Regions from separate parts of the Sus scrofa genome. Here regions 2, 3 and 4 are each linked to region 1. A link is a contact called in public Hi-C and promoter capture Hi-C data. All regions are on one chromosome and are shown on one strand. The core of a region is the stretch at or near the end of the contact, and the rest is flanking DNA. Distances in the headings are between cores, read along the strand shown.

Region 1 (3,389 bases), core at 350-2,849:
AGGCTACTACCATCTATCTATTCTGCACTCTGAGCCCCAGCCGCCTGACCTGGCTCAGGAAATTAGTGAGTGTGATCCACAATGGGGGTGTAAGAATGGTAGCTGAGCTCTGGCGGCCTGGAGCCAGAAATGTATTGAGGAGTGGGGGGCGCTGAATCAGCAGGCTGCAGGAGCCAAGCACAGGCAAAGCAGATGGAGAAGCCTGGGGAAGGCGGGGGGCGCTCAGGGATGGGCTCCCGCCCCCTATCAGGAAGCAGAAAGGTGAAGGACGCTAAGCAGAGAGCTCAGACTCCCCACCAGGTTTGAGAGTCAGGGAGTAGGATGAGGAAGGGGGTTTCACGACTTTCCCGGTGCTCAGAGCCCCAAGATCCAGAAGCTCTGTTCTTCTCCAAACTTCCCCAGTTGGTGGGAGTCTCCAAACCTATCTTTTTGGGGTGAAATGGGCTTCGTGGGTTGAGGCTGTGAGTTTACCATGGTGAGGTGAGCTTGGACTAACAGTGCTCACCTGAGTCCTGCTGACTCCCAATCTCAGTTTGCAAACCTCTTTTCTAAATCGGTTCTTTGAGCCTCTGGGCTGTCCCTGAGCACCGCTTCCTGGTCTCACTCCCCAACCTGCCAGTTCAAAGATAGTCCGTGGGATAGAGCCAGGCTATCCCTGGGGATGGGACGGGCTATAATGACTAGGTCGGGGTTCGCGTCTCCACGAACAGACGGCATGCTCGGCCTGGGGTCAGGTTGACTCTGAATCTTTCGGAAACGGCCTTTGGAAGGACACAGTGGTCCCAGCTTAAAGTGGGGCTCAGGGAAGGGAGAGCGAGAGCAGAAGGGCGCCAGGCTATGTCCAAGTGGGGTTGCAGGACTGGCGGGAACCCTGGCCGGGTCAACTGGTCCGGGAGCCAGGGCGGCGAGGGTCAAACTCACGCGTGCCGTCGAAGCGCGTGGCGATGGTGTCCAGGAAAGTGTTCTGAGGCGCCAGGAGTCCCCGCATGGCCGGCATCTTAGGCGGCGGTAGCCGCCCGCCCCATCCCTCCGGGGCGCGGGGGCTCAGCGCCGGGGGAGGGCGTCCAGCTCGGCCGCCCCCCGCCGGGCCCCGCGCCCCCTAGCGCAGCCGTCGGGGCGCAGTGCCTACCCGGGGCTCGCAGGTCCCTCCAGCCGCCTGCGAGCGAGGGGGCGTCCCCGCCGTCGAGGCCGGGAGCATGGCGCGCGGCTCCTTGCGCCCTGGCCGCCCACGAATCCCGGACTCCCCGCTCGGCGCCCGCTGTGCTCTCGGCACCTTCAGCTCTCGGCGACGGTGACAGCGGCTCCCGTTTCGACTGCGGGCCGGTTACTGCTCGGGTTTCGCTCAGCACCGGATCCCCGCAGCTCCCTCCGTCTGTCGGGGAGAAGCGGCAGCCTCCCTCCCTCCCTCCGGCGCCCGCCGCCTGCACCGGAGTAACCATGGAGACAGGGCACACCCAGGCAGGGCCGCCTCCTTAAAGGGACAGGCCTCCCGCCGAGGGATTCCCCTCCCCTCGGGACCTGGGGAAGGGGGCGGAGAGGCAGTGCCCTCCCTTCCTACCCCGGCCACTCGGGCCGCCCGGGCCGCCCCGAGCGGCCCCGCCCGCCCCTCTGAGAACGCTGGGCGAGCGCCTGGTCCCGTTCGGGCTGACTCAGCCGCAGGGGCGAGGCGTCTTTCTCTGCAGCATGGGGGTTCTCAGAGAGCCTGGCAGCCTCTCCTCCCCCAGAGGGACCTGAGGGGAGCTCAGGCGGGGGTTGAGCAGGGGCTGCTGGTTTTAGAAGAAGCTTTCCCCTAGGAAAAAATGTAATGGGAAAGGGGGCTGGGCCAGCAGGCGGAGGTGGTGAAGGCCGGTGGTTGGTGGAGGTTGGGCCAGGGGAAGTCTAAAAGGAGTTTTGGGGGAAGGGGTCTAAACCCAGCTTCTAGGCATCCAAGCCTTTCTTAGCCTCAACTTGACCCTCCGGAAAATGGATTGATCCATTGCTAGGTGTTGCTGCGGCAGGCTGAGGCTGTCCGGAAATTGGAGGGCGGGTAGTCTTGGAAATAGGGTTTAGACGCTCTCTTGTGTGCCCGGGAGGTAGGGGTGGTAAAGAGGTGTGTGTGAGGAGGGGGTCGCCCCAGATCCTTTGTCTCGGCCTTGTGCTTCTCTTTGTCAAGCTGTGCCGCTCCCAGGCTGCGCTGAAAGGTCAGCTTGCAAATACAGGGGACTGTAGATGTCGGACGCTGCAGGAAACTTCCTAACCTGGTGCTAGTGGGTTCTTGCGAGCGGGGAGTGAAAGGACCGAGTCTCCGTTGCCCCGGCCCCTTCAATCCTAGAGAACTGGGCTTTGCGCAGCGGAGCCTGCAGGGACCCTCCCCCTCTAGCGAGGGAGGAGGGAGGAGGGCCCGGCAGGCGGCGCGGAGCCGGGCCCGGGGCGGCAGTCTCTCGCTGGTCTCCCGCGCCGCGTCGGTTCCTCCAGCCTCTCGCTGCCAGTGCCGCTCCTCCTCCCTCCCACGGTTTGCCAGCGAGCGCGGCTACCGCCCGCGCCCAAAGGAACCGCCGGGGCCAAAACAGCAATTTGTTCCCGAACGAGTGAGGCGGGAGGCTCAGCACCCCCACCCCTCTAGGAGACACATCCACAGTCATCAGCATCGGAAAGAAAGGAGGGTCCCCCGCTCCACCCACCCCTCATCTGCGGCGAGGGCCAAAGCCCCAGGCACCCGTATTAAAATGAGCTGGTGCTGGCGGAGGGGAGGGAGAGAGCGTCCCCCTCCCCCAGTCTTCTGAATTCTGGAATCCCGCCAAGGAGACCCTAAGGAGTCCGCAGATCTGGCTCTTAGCTCCTGCCCCCTCACCCCCCACGAGATTCGGGCTGCACAGTAAACCCCTCCCACTAGGGCTCGTCAATGCCCCTCCAGGCGACGTTCAAGCCTACTGCTAAGGAGAGGGTGCCTGTGGTTTAGGAATCAGCCCGCCTTGAGAGACAGGATGAGGCTTTGGTTGAAAGCAGCCAGCTTGAGAACCAGGCTACTTACCGAGGTTTGAATATAGTTCTGTCACTTGCTGTTGTGATTTTTCCTGCGGACTTAATTTTCCCCTCTGTGAAATGGGAACAGTAATAACTACAGCAGAGGACTGTCAGGAAGATTAAAAGATTAAAGGATCCAGAACAGGGTGTGACATTTGCAACATGTAAATATTATGATTTTGAATCTTATAGGAGCCCCGTGTATCCTGCAGAGTAGATGCTAATTACACTCCTTCTCACAAAGGAGGGCTAGAGAGACTTGCTCAAGGCAACTAAGTTGGTAAATGGCTGAGCTAACATTCCAGCCCTGACAGTCTCCCAACCTCAGGTCCAGAGTCTACCTCATTCCAGCAGAGCTGTCACCCACGCTGAGGACCCAGAAGCAA
Region 2 (3,389 bases), core at 483-2,982, 180 kb after region 1:
AAAGAGGAAGACAAATGTAAAACAGCCCTCACACGAACACACACAAAGACAACACACAATCCACAATCCCACTCACCCAGGGACACACAAGGCCAGGTCCCATGGACACGTCCACACTTGCCAGCACACTGTCACAATGCACAGGCCCAGAGCCTGCCACTCGGCTCCCAGAAGCGCCCCGCCTCCACGTCTTCCCCACAGTTGATATGTCACATTGGAGTCCGAACACGGACCTGGGTGTCTCTCTGCAGCGCGCCATTTACATTTCTCTCTCGATCTGTCAACCTGTCTTGTCTCCCGTCTCTCTCTCTCCATCTCTGTCTCTCCCTCTCCCCCTCTGGGGCTGTCAGTTAGTCTCTTTTCCAAGCTTTGTCTCTGTCTCTGTGTCTCTATGTGGCTTTCTGTCTCTTTGATTTCTCTGTAGCTCCTTCTCTGCTCTCCTGTCAGTTTCCTGCTCGCTCCCCGAGGCTGGTCTATTTTCTCGTTCTCTCTGTTCCCTCGCTCTCTCGATTGCTCCGCGCCCCCCGCCCCCCAACATTGGGGGCCCGAGCATAGGGGTCCCTGGAGATGTTCCTTTTCCAGTTCAGACCGACACCAACCCGTTGAACCCTTTACCATATGTTATTCAGTCATGGGCAGTGAGGGGCGTGCGGTGGCAAATTTCTGGGTTTTTTCCTAGCCTTTTTTGTTTGTGGGATTTTTTTTTTTTTCTTTTGGGGATGGGGTAGGGAGGGCGCTTTTTCACTCTGGCCTCCACCTCTGCTGTGTGCGTGTATGTGTGTGTCTCAACCCCTTTTTATCCCATTGCTGTTTTCTGGCCTCCTCCGGGCTCTGAGAAACTCAGGGTAGAGGGTGAAAGTAAAGATAGGGTGGGCGCAGTGAATCCGAGCAAAATTGGCTTAGAGCCGGGCAGGAACCGAGAGGCTGGGGGGACGCGGGTGGAGGCCGCTGCCTGCCCCGCCTCCGCGCTTCCCGCTCTGGACGCCAGGGGTCGCTCCGCCCCCCGGCCGCTTATAGCGGCTCCCGCCGCGCGGCGGCTCACACCACCCGCACTGCCGCCCCGGGAGGGAGGGGAGGAAGGTTAGGGACGCGGAGAGGGAGAGTGCTAACCGGAGAGAGACGCGGGGCCAGGGCTCCAGCAGGGGCTGGGGCCGCGGCTGGGGTAGAAAGGTGGGTCAGGGCTCGCCGAGAGCCAGAGCGCCAACCTACGAGGAGGTCGCGTCCGGTGAGCGCCACCCGCACCGCAGAGCCCGGGACGTCCAGAGAGCCGAGAGTAGTCCGAGCTCCGGCCGGGAGCGATCCGTCTGGGTAGCCGAGAACCTAGGCGCCGCCATCCTTGAGAAAGCAGCTGTCCGGAGAGCAGGCATCCCAGATCTGTAAGAAACCAGCCGTCCGAGGAGCCGCGGATTGCAGGCGCCCAGGACCATTAGACCGAGAGGGTAACAGAGGACCACGGACTCTGAACCGTCGCGAGCTGCCCCTGGCCCAACCCACGGGGGAACCTCCGCCTTGACGGAAGGTTTGGGAAACAGCACCGCTGAAGCGGGAGCCCGCCGGGGCGGGGGGGCCGGGCGCAGCCGTCGGGGGGCTCCCGATCCAGGCCCGAGCCCGGCCACCGCCTCCGGGGCCCGCGGAGAGCCCCGGGCCTCCGCCGCCATTGCGCCCAAGAGTGAGGAGGATCTGCTGGCCCTGGCCGCGTCGCGGCTGAGCCGCCGCAAGCGGGTGGCGGGCGCGGCCGTCGGGGTGGCCATGGTGCTGCTGCTGCTGGTGGCCATTCCGCTGCTAGTGCACAGCTCCCGCGGGCCAGCGCACTACGAGATGCTGGGTCGCTGCCGCATGGTGTGCGACCCGCATGGGCAGCGAGGTCCAGGACCCGACGGCGCGCCCGCCTCCGTGCCCCCCTTCCCTCCGGGCGCCAAGGGGGAGATGGGCCGGCGCGGGAAGGCAGGTCTGCGAGGGCCCCCGGGACCACCAGGTCCCAGAGGACCTCCAGGAGAGCCGGGCAGGCCGGGTCCCCCGGGCCCTCCCGGCCCAGGCCCCGGCGGGGTGGCGCCCCCTGCGGGCTATGTGCCTCGAATAGCCTTCTATGCGGGCCTTCGGCGACCCCACGAGGGTTATGAGGTGCTGCGATTCGACGACGTAGTGACCAACGTGGGCAACGCTTATGAGGCGGCCAGTGGCAAGTTCACCTGCCCCATGCCGGGTGTCTACTTCTTCGCTTACCATGTGCTCATGCGTGGCGGTGACGGCACCAGCATGTGGGCCGACCTGATGAAGAATGGACAGGTGAGATGCCTCTCCCCAGCCCCAGACTGGGTGGCTTTCTAAATCTCCCCGCGTTCCTTACACTACCGGGCCTCTCCCCTAATCAGCGTCACTACCAGCAAGAAAGCCAGGTGGCCAAGAACTTAGAAACCACTTCCTTTAGTCAAAAAAGAATTAGGGGCGGAAGAAAGGAAAATGACCTGCCCAGAGGCTCGTGGGACTTTAGGAATGGTGTCAGAATTCAAACTCAGAGCTTACTGTATCTGCAGTTGCTACCTCACGCTTCCACCTTAGGCAGCTATGCACCAAACCTCTTTGGTATCTCATCCTGCCAATTAGCCTCTTTTTCTTGCTGTCTTGGACAACCCTCCTGGCCTTTGGGTTCTGGCTCCTTCGAATTAGCGTGGAATCCGGGTTTCAGGCAGTGGGCCGTTGGTAGCTGTTCCCTTGTGGGGAGATTAAGCTTGGATTTTCGAGGATAAGGTAAAAAAGGAAGGAAACACGCGCTCATTTTTCGGGCAACTCTGTTGCTAGTCCCAGGGCCTGCGGCTAATTCTAGAGTGGGCCTTACCCTCAGCTAAGACTGAGTCAGTGGGCAGAGATGGGAAATGTGGCAGCTCAGGGGCCACCCAGGTGGCTTGTGGGAACGAATTTGGGAGAAGGAAAGAGGAAACACACAGATAAAGCAGAAGCTTTGGACCCGGGCCTGGTTCCTGCCTCTGTGGCCAGAGTCGGGGTCGCTGCTGCTTTAGCTTGAGAGAAAAGCCCCAAAGACTCAGCTCAAGATCTGGGACACAGTAGAGGAATTGAGAAGCCCCAGGGAGTGGAGGTGGGGAAAGGTGCCTGGGCCACAGGGTGTAAGGTTAGGGTTGAACTGTGACCTCTGAATGCCCCACAGATGGGGTGGTCTGACTGTGGCACATCAGGCCTGCTCATCCCAGTTGTCCCAACCGGTGTCTTGCCACCCCCGCAGCACCCTCCCGCTTCTCCAAGACCCACAGTCACTGTATTGGGGTCTCCTCCCAGCAGGGCCGCCCCAGGAACCCAGGGGAAGGGAGAGAGTGCATGTGTGTAAGACAGTGAGAGTGTGTGTGCGTGATGTGAGTGTGTCTGTGGGTGCGGGG
Region 3 (3,389 bases), core at 613-3,112, 150 kb before region 1:
GCCACATTGGTCTCCTTCCTGCTTCTCAAATACATTAGACATACTATGCAGCTGCCATTCCCTCTGTCTAGATCACTCGTCCCCCACATAGTCACATGGCTTATTTCCTCACTGTTTCAGCTCTTTATCCAAATGTTATTTTATCAGTGAGGTCTGCTCTGATCATCCTGTTTAAAATTTTAACCCCCTTCCACCTCTCTCCTTTCCATTTTATTTTTACTAACATTGATCACTGACATCTGTACATTTTACTTAGTTTATTGTCTACCTCTTCTTCTACCCATAATGCAAATTCCAGGAGAGCAAGATGTATGTCTTTTTTGTTCACAGATGTATCGTCAATGCGTAAAACAGTATTTGACATATAATGAGCTTTTTAGTAAATATTTGTTGAATAAATGAATGCAAAGTCAAGGTGATAACTTCAGGCATAATTGGATTCAGGTTCTTGGTATGGTGTTGTTCTGTTTTCCTTTTGACCACACTTGCAGCATGTGGAAGTTCCTGGGCCAGGGACTGAACCTGCACCATAACAATGACCCCAGTCACTGCAGTGACAGTGCCAGATCCTTAATCCACTGCATCACAAGGGAACTCCTTAGCATTTGCTTTCCTCTGCATTGGCTTCATTCTCAAGCAAGCTTGAAGTGTTATGGGTGATGGTATGGGAAGAGATTGCCTCTTTTTTTTTTTTAAGTCTTTTTAGGGCCACACCTGAGGCACATCGAGGTTCCCAGGCTAGAGATTGAATCAGAGCTACAGCTGCTGGCCTAAACAACAGCCACAGCAACGCCAGATCTGAACCACCTCTTCAACCTATACCACAGCTCAAGGCAACACCAGATCCTTAATCTACAGGGCAAGTCCAAGGATCGAACCTGCGTCCTCATGGATGCTAGCCAGATTTGTTTCCACTGAGTCACGATGGGAACTCCAAGAGAATGTCTCTTTCTTGATTATTCCAGTGAAAGCCTTAGAAATGAGTTTTATATTCTGGCTTAAGTCAACTGTCAATTCCTAAAACAGTCTCCAAAGGTAGAGGAAGAAAATGCTTTGATTCGCCAGGCCTGGGTCATGGGACCTCCTGGAATGGAGGTGAAGTTCAGCTCTACATGGACTGAGGACAGGCGAACGTAGTTCCCTAAAAGGAGACGGGATGTTATCGCTTGAGGAAGAGGTATGCAGGGTGGCAGAAACAACAGAAGGCCATCACATCATAAATGACGACCCTCCCAATAGACCTAGCCCAGAGCAGCATCCTTCTCCTGCCTCACCATTTTCACATTCAAGCAGATCAACGTTTGAACGTCGGTAAGGTCCTCTCCTAAATCCTTTTCACCTGTCTCAGGCAGTTAAGGTAGTCCCCATTCCTAAATGCCCGATTCAAATTCTCCCTCTTACCGTGACTCTAACAGGTGTGGTCTCTCTCCCACTTCTGAGTATCCTAGACGTTTCTACTTCTCTTGCAGTTATCTGTTCACTCGGTGCCCTGTATCTTATTTATTTGTATATATTATGAGCTATTATGGTAAAGGGCCGTTTCCCAGGGACCAACCCAACACCTCACGCCCTCAGCAACTGCGATGATTAGATACGCACCAGGGCCGCCAGGGCGCGCCAAGCGCCAGGCGCGAGGCCACCGCGGTGCTGGAGGCACTGTGATTGGCAGTTGAGGCCGTCAATCGGACTCAGGAGGGGGCGGGGCGAGGCGGGCTGCCCGGGAGGCCCGTGGGCGAGAGGCGGGGCCTGCATGAATGGGGCGCGCGGCTGCAGTCGGCGCTCGGGGGGAAGCCGGAGTCCCGGCCGGGAGTGGGTGGGAGGAAGCGAAGTAGGGGGGGAAGGGAAAGAGCGCGGGGGGCGGGGAGGGGCAGCGCCGGGGCGGCGCGCTGAGAGCGGCGAGGCGGCGGGTTTTAGCTGGAGCCGGTCGCTTCGGTGCCGCTGTCCGCTCCGGGTCTTGCCGGACCCTAAGGAGCCCCTCAGCCCCCGACCCGGCCGAGGAGTCGGGACTAGGGTAGCCGGCCCTGAGGGAGGAGCCGAGTCCGACAGGCCCAGCCCAAGACCCCCGGGCTTGGAGGTGGGGGGCTGAGGCCCCCGAGGGGGCCCCGCAGCGATGGGCAACCTGGAGAGCACCGAGGGGAGCCCGGGCGAGCCGCCCTCTGTCTCGCTGCTGCCGCCGACCGGCAAGATGCCGATGCCTGAGCCCTGTGAGCTGGAGGAGAGGTTCGCCTTGGTGCTGGTAAGAGCCGAGCCTAGTCCCTTCCCCCTCCTACCGCCCCCCCCCCCCCAGGTCCCAGCGCCTCAGGTGGGACTTTGCCCGAGTCCCTTGGTCCGGTCCACCTCTTCAGTCAGGGCCTTGGACAGACCTCGGCCCCCAGCGCCTTCCCGGGAACCTCTGAGCAGCCCCATCAGGGACCTCCCGACCGACCGCCTCAACCGCTGGACGCTTAAGAGGAGGGGTCCCCAGCCCGGGACCGCCCCGGGACCCAGACTTCTTCCTCGCCCCTCCCCCTTCTGCCGCCCTTCTCGCTCCCCCCCCCCCCCGCCCCACTTCCCTGACAGTCTCCCCAGGTCCTTAGAATTCTCACTCCTAAGCCTCTGGCTGGTGCGGGGGGAATTCAGAAGCGCAGGGCCGGCCCACTCCTCAGCCTAAGTCTGCGTTCTCTGACTGGGGAGACCACCTCTGATGTTAACATGGAGACTTTCCAGGGAGTGGGTCCTACTCCCAGCCGGGACCAGATGTTTGGGGGAGAGGGGGGTGGGTAGGGAATGGAGGGGAGCTGGCAGCTCTTGAAGAGGGTGGAATAAAGAGTGCTGCCATTCCTCTTATTTTCAGAACGGCCTGCAGGCATCCTGCAAAGTTACAGTGGGTTTGCCTAAAAGGCCTGAACATGTGGATAAGCCATTTCACTAGTGTATTTTTCCAATTGAAACAATACACGAACCATCCTGCCTCCCCCGCCTCCCCACTTTTTATGTTAAGCCCTAGCGACTGGGTTTGGTTTTTGGGGCTGTACTTTTTTTAGTCTTTCTGTAGGTTCCTAAGTGATCTGTATGGATGAGTTTTTAGAGCTGACTTTGGGATTCTTTGGTGTGGGAATTGGACATTGATGTCAGTGGCTCTGTGGACAGAGAGGATCTGAGCTGGTATCACTGAGATGGAGCCAGAGAATCTGTTGGAGCTAAAAATGAAGTTTTGGAGAAAGAAAGTGAACTAGGAGATGGAACATTTACTAACAGAGGTAAATCTTAGAGAAACTTGGGGAAAGGGTTTCCAGTTCCTCAAAGAACTCTCTAAGAGGCAGTGTTAGTACTGCAGTAATTGTTACTATGGCCTGAAGGGCCGACTTTGCCTTTGCCTGTAAGGAGGAATAAGTTGTGGACTTAGCAGC
Region 4 (3,389 bases), core at 607-3,106, 150 kb after region 1:
ATCTCTTAATTTATAAAATAGGAAATAACTGTGAGAATTAAATTAAATGAGATAATGATGCAAAACAATCTTACCACCTTGCCTAGCCTCATTAAGAGGTCAATCAAGAGCCTCATTATCACTAATGAGGAAGCTGCACTCTTCGCTTTATTCAGTTTTTATAACATAAAAGTGACAATTTAGATATTTTTGGACCTTTATAGTCTAATGCTACTATGCAAGACCTAGCTGAGAAATATAAACCAAAAAATTCCCAGAAATCTTAGATGAGTCAGCAAAACTTAATGCCCAACAAATAAAAAGCTTTATGTGGACTATTTATGAACACATAATGGTAACTACAATTTCAAAATCAGGAGTCATATCTAGTACCATTCAAAATCTGGTCTGGAAATCCACATATCAAGGAAATGTACAGATCATAACCCCAGAAATACTTCCCCACAATATTTTCAAATCACCTTAATTCAAACTGGAAGGTACAAGGCAGCCTGATAATTTGAAATCGGCATCAAGAATTTCTTGAGGCAGAACCCAAATGCTCTCACAAGCATAAAACCAGTGGCAGGTGGTACGTGACCATTTCTCATCGAGAAACTGTAATTCTAACAAAGTACAAGTAACTTAGATTTTATCAAGGCTAAATAAAAACAAACTTGTGGTTCTCTCCCAAACATCCTAAACTCTGCATTATCAATAACTAAACTCAAAGCACAATTCCTATTTTTAGTGGTCTGTCCTCTCTTGCTTCATTAACCACAGGTAAATTATACAGAGGGGAAAGAAATATTACAAGCATGTTTTATCAATGAAATAAATGGACTACACAGGATAACCATATTATTAAGAGTGTCTTGTACTCCTTGGCAGAGGGACATGCCAGAGAAAGATCCATCTTCTAAAAGAAGCCAGTCATCCTGGATGAATTAGGAGAAAAATGCCACTCCAGTCCACCTACCCTATACTCTCTAACTGGATTTACCCTTCCGCTTTAATTCAAATCCAAACCGCATTTATTTTCTTTCTCTGCCCCTCTTTGCTTTATTTTCCGTTCCGTTTCCCGCCCCTCCTCAATTCCAAGAATGCCCTTCTATCTCTTATTTTTAAATCCTACTTTGCCTCCAAATCCTAAGAACCTCCGATAGCCACACAGCTGACCTTACGCATCCCCGATGAATTCTCAATTCATTGTACTTCTCATACCAAACGATCCATTCTTTCATGCCTTTCGATCTCTCGTCTCTTAAAATCCAGTGCCCCACACAAGCTCACACCAAGAGTCCCCCCCTCACTCCATTGTTTCCCCGGCCTATGCTTCTGGAAACCCCCCAATTCGGACCCGGTGTCTTCCGCCCGCCCCACTGACCCCAGAAACCTTTCACCATCTGGGCACTCCAGGTCCCAAGGACTCACATCCCCCTCCTCTCGGTACCCCAACCCCCAACTACTGCCCCCTCCCCCGTGCCCTCCCTCAAGCCCGCTCTTTACACCTCTGTGCCCCTCTTCATCCCCCACCAACCCTCCGCCCAGCACCCTCAGCCTCACCTACCCCGGGCCTCCGCAGTCTCCGCGTCCCCCCAGTTCCGGCTCTGCGTCCGGGACGCTCCGGGGTCTGAGAAGAGGAAAGGAGCTCCTCCGCCGCCTCCTCCGGCTCTTCTAGAGCCACCTCCGTCGCCGCCGCGCTCCTCCCCCAGCTCTCTCGGAGCCGGGCGCCGCCCCGCCCCTCCGCCCCTTTCCTCGCTACCCTCCTCAGCCGGGTGGCGGGCTGGGAATCGCAGCGGCGGCTGGGGGCCGAAGTGCCAGCGGATCTACACCGACCTCGCCGGGGCTCGAGCTCTTCGCCCCGCCCCGCAGCCCGCTCGGGCGCGTGCGCGCCGGCCAGCCAGCGCACAGGGCGCGTGCTCGCGCCGGCGCGAACTCGGCGCGCCGAGCTCGAGGCCGTTGCAGCCAACCGGTGCGCGAGGGAGGCGTGAGGCGGCCGGCCAGCCGAGGAGCTGCGCGCGGGGAAGCTCGCGGAGAGAGGCGCCTCCAGTCCGTCGGGTTACCGCTCCTCTCGTGGACCGGTCCCTCGCGCTTCGCACTGCCCGCCGGGCCGGGCACCCGAGTTGAGGGAGCTCGGATGTCCGGGGATTGGGAAGAACGAGGAAGGGAAGGGATAGGAGGAATAGGTAGGGAACAAAGTAGATGGACGTGAGGACGGGTGGGGCAAGAGATCGTGCCCTCGTGCAGAATGGCCCGTGCCCCGAAAGAGCCGGGCGGAGTGGGGTGGGGGGCACAGCGCGTGCTGGTAGTAGAGGGCCTGAGCTGGAACTGCCGGAAAGAGCCGAAACTCCCCGGAGGTTGCCGAAGGCGGCCGCCTCGAAGGGAACCTCGAGAGGGGCTTTTCTCTCTAGGTCCAGGCGGGGACTTGGTCTCCCAGGCTTCTCCCGCTTCCCGTGCCACGACTCTGCCCCAACAGCTTAACACCACTTTCACTTTTGCCTCTGTCCCGACCCAAGATTTACTCCAAAAGGCCATTTCAGAACCACTGACTACGGGAAATGTCCTGATTCCGTAGCCACTCAGCCTCCTGGGAATCCATACAGGCTGGTAAGGAGTTGGTGGGGAGCAGTGCACCTCCCCAGCTGGGCAGAGGATAACTTCGGGAGCAAACTGAGGGACCTCTGCCATGACCCCGGACACAACTGCCCAAGTCCATTTCCTCGTTGGATTTCTAGTCTACTGAGTTGTCTGCATCCCTTTAGGCGGCTGTGGTCAGTTACACTGACGGTCGAATCTTTATGTTAAATATTCTTCTGTCTTCGTGGTTAGTTTCCCAAGCACCCCAAGGCCAGAACCATTTCTAATTGTGCACCTTTCTAGACAGTGTTCACGTGTGAAGCACTCACCGCATTGCCAAAGGGGTTGATGATTAGGAGTGGCTTAAAGGTCGGGTATTTAGGCAATCAACCTTGAAAATGTGATTAAGAATCTGTCCCCGTGTTCTTAACTTTTGAGACCAAAGCAAAAGGGGCTCTGGACAGGCACCAATGACAAGCCAGAGTGTATATGAGCGTATATAGGCACCACAGAAACAGTGTAGTTTTGGTTTTCACAGATTTGTTATTACAGTTTCAGGACAAGTAATGGAATAGTGTAATCTCTGCCAAGTCATCAGGTCCTTTGGTTTTTAACTTTGCAAGGAGTGAAGGATCAAAAATCCTCTGGAGCCCACTGGCCCCTAGTTAAATAATGCCTAACCTAATCCACCCATATCATTTACAGATCTAAAGAAAAAGGACTAGGTAGGTCATCCCACTAGTTAGGGCAGTATACCATGTGCTGCTTACTACTGAATCTTTCAAAGACTCAAATAGAAGTAAAACTGTTCTCTTTTCATTAGATAAATT

The links. Promoter capture Hi-C pulls out the DNA fragments that hold promoters and counts their contacts. Hi-C and Micro-C count contacts between places; a contact is called where the count stands out from the background.
Region 2: a Hi-C map of epiblast stem cells shows a contact between it and region 1, with 1.9 times the contacts expected there. The contact joins the promoter of C1QL4 here to the promoter of KCNH3 in region 1. A contact is called at or near these places in 3 of 5 promoter capture datasets (fetal skeletal muscle, liver and skeletal muscle) and 2 of 47 Hi-C or Micro-C datasets (epiblast stem cells and fibroblasts).
Region 3: a Hi-C map of liver shows a contact between it and region 1, with 4 times the contacts expected there. The contact joins the promoter of FMNL3 here to the promoter of KCNH3 in region 1. A contact is called at or near these places in 2 of 47 Hi-C or Micro-C datasets (embryonic fibroblasts and liver).
Region 4: a contact with region 1 is called in a promoter capture Hi-C map of fetal skeletal muscle, with 5 times the contacts expected there. The contact joins the promoter of SPATS2 here to the promoter of KCNH3 in region 1. A contact is called at or near these places in 2 of 5 promoter capture datasets (fetal skeletal muscle and liver) and 1 of 2 datasets of contacts at active chromatin or transcription factors (alveolar macrophages).

Annotation. Positions count from the first base shown.
Region 1 is chr5:15,492,859-15,496,247 of Sscrofa11.1, reverse strand. It overlaps KCNH3 (potassium voltage-gated channel subfamily H member 3), which reads right to left and starts at 1,599. Exons shown (of 15, transcript XM_003481575.4): 1 at 922-1,599. The coding sequence starts at 997.
Region 2 is chr5:15,310,077-15,313,465 of Sscrofa11.1, reverse strand. It overlaps C1QL4 (complement C1q-like protein 4), which reads left to right and starts at 1,732. Exons shown (of 2, transcript XM_003126109.4): 1 at 1,732-2,286. The coding sequence starts at 1,750.
Region 3 is chr5:15,644,522-15,647,910 of Sscrofa11.1, reverse strand. FMNL3 (formin-like protein 3) reads left to right here and starts at 1,862. Exons shown (of 25, transcript XM_021091615.1): 1 at 1,862-2,236. The coding sequence starts at 2,111.
Region 4 is chr5:15,346,089-15,349,477 of Sscrofa11.1, reverse strand. It overlaps SPATS2 (spermatogenesis-associated serine-rich protein 2), which reads right to left and starts at 1,856. Exons shown (of 13, transcript XM_021091602.1): 1 at 1,546-1,856.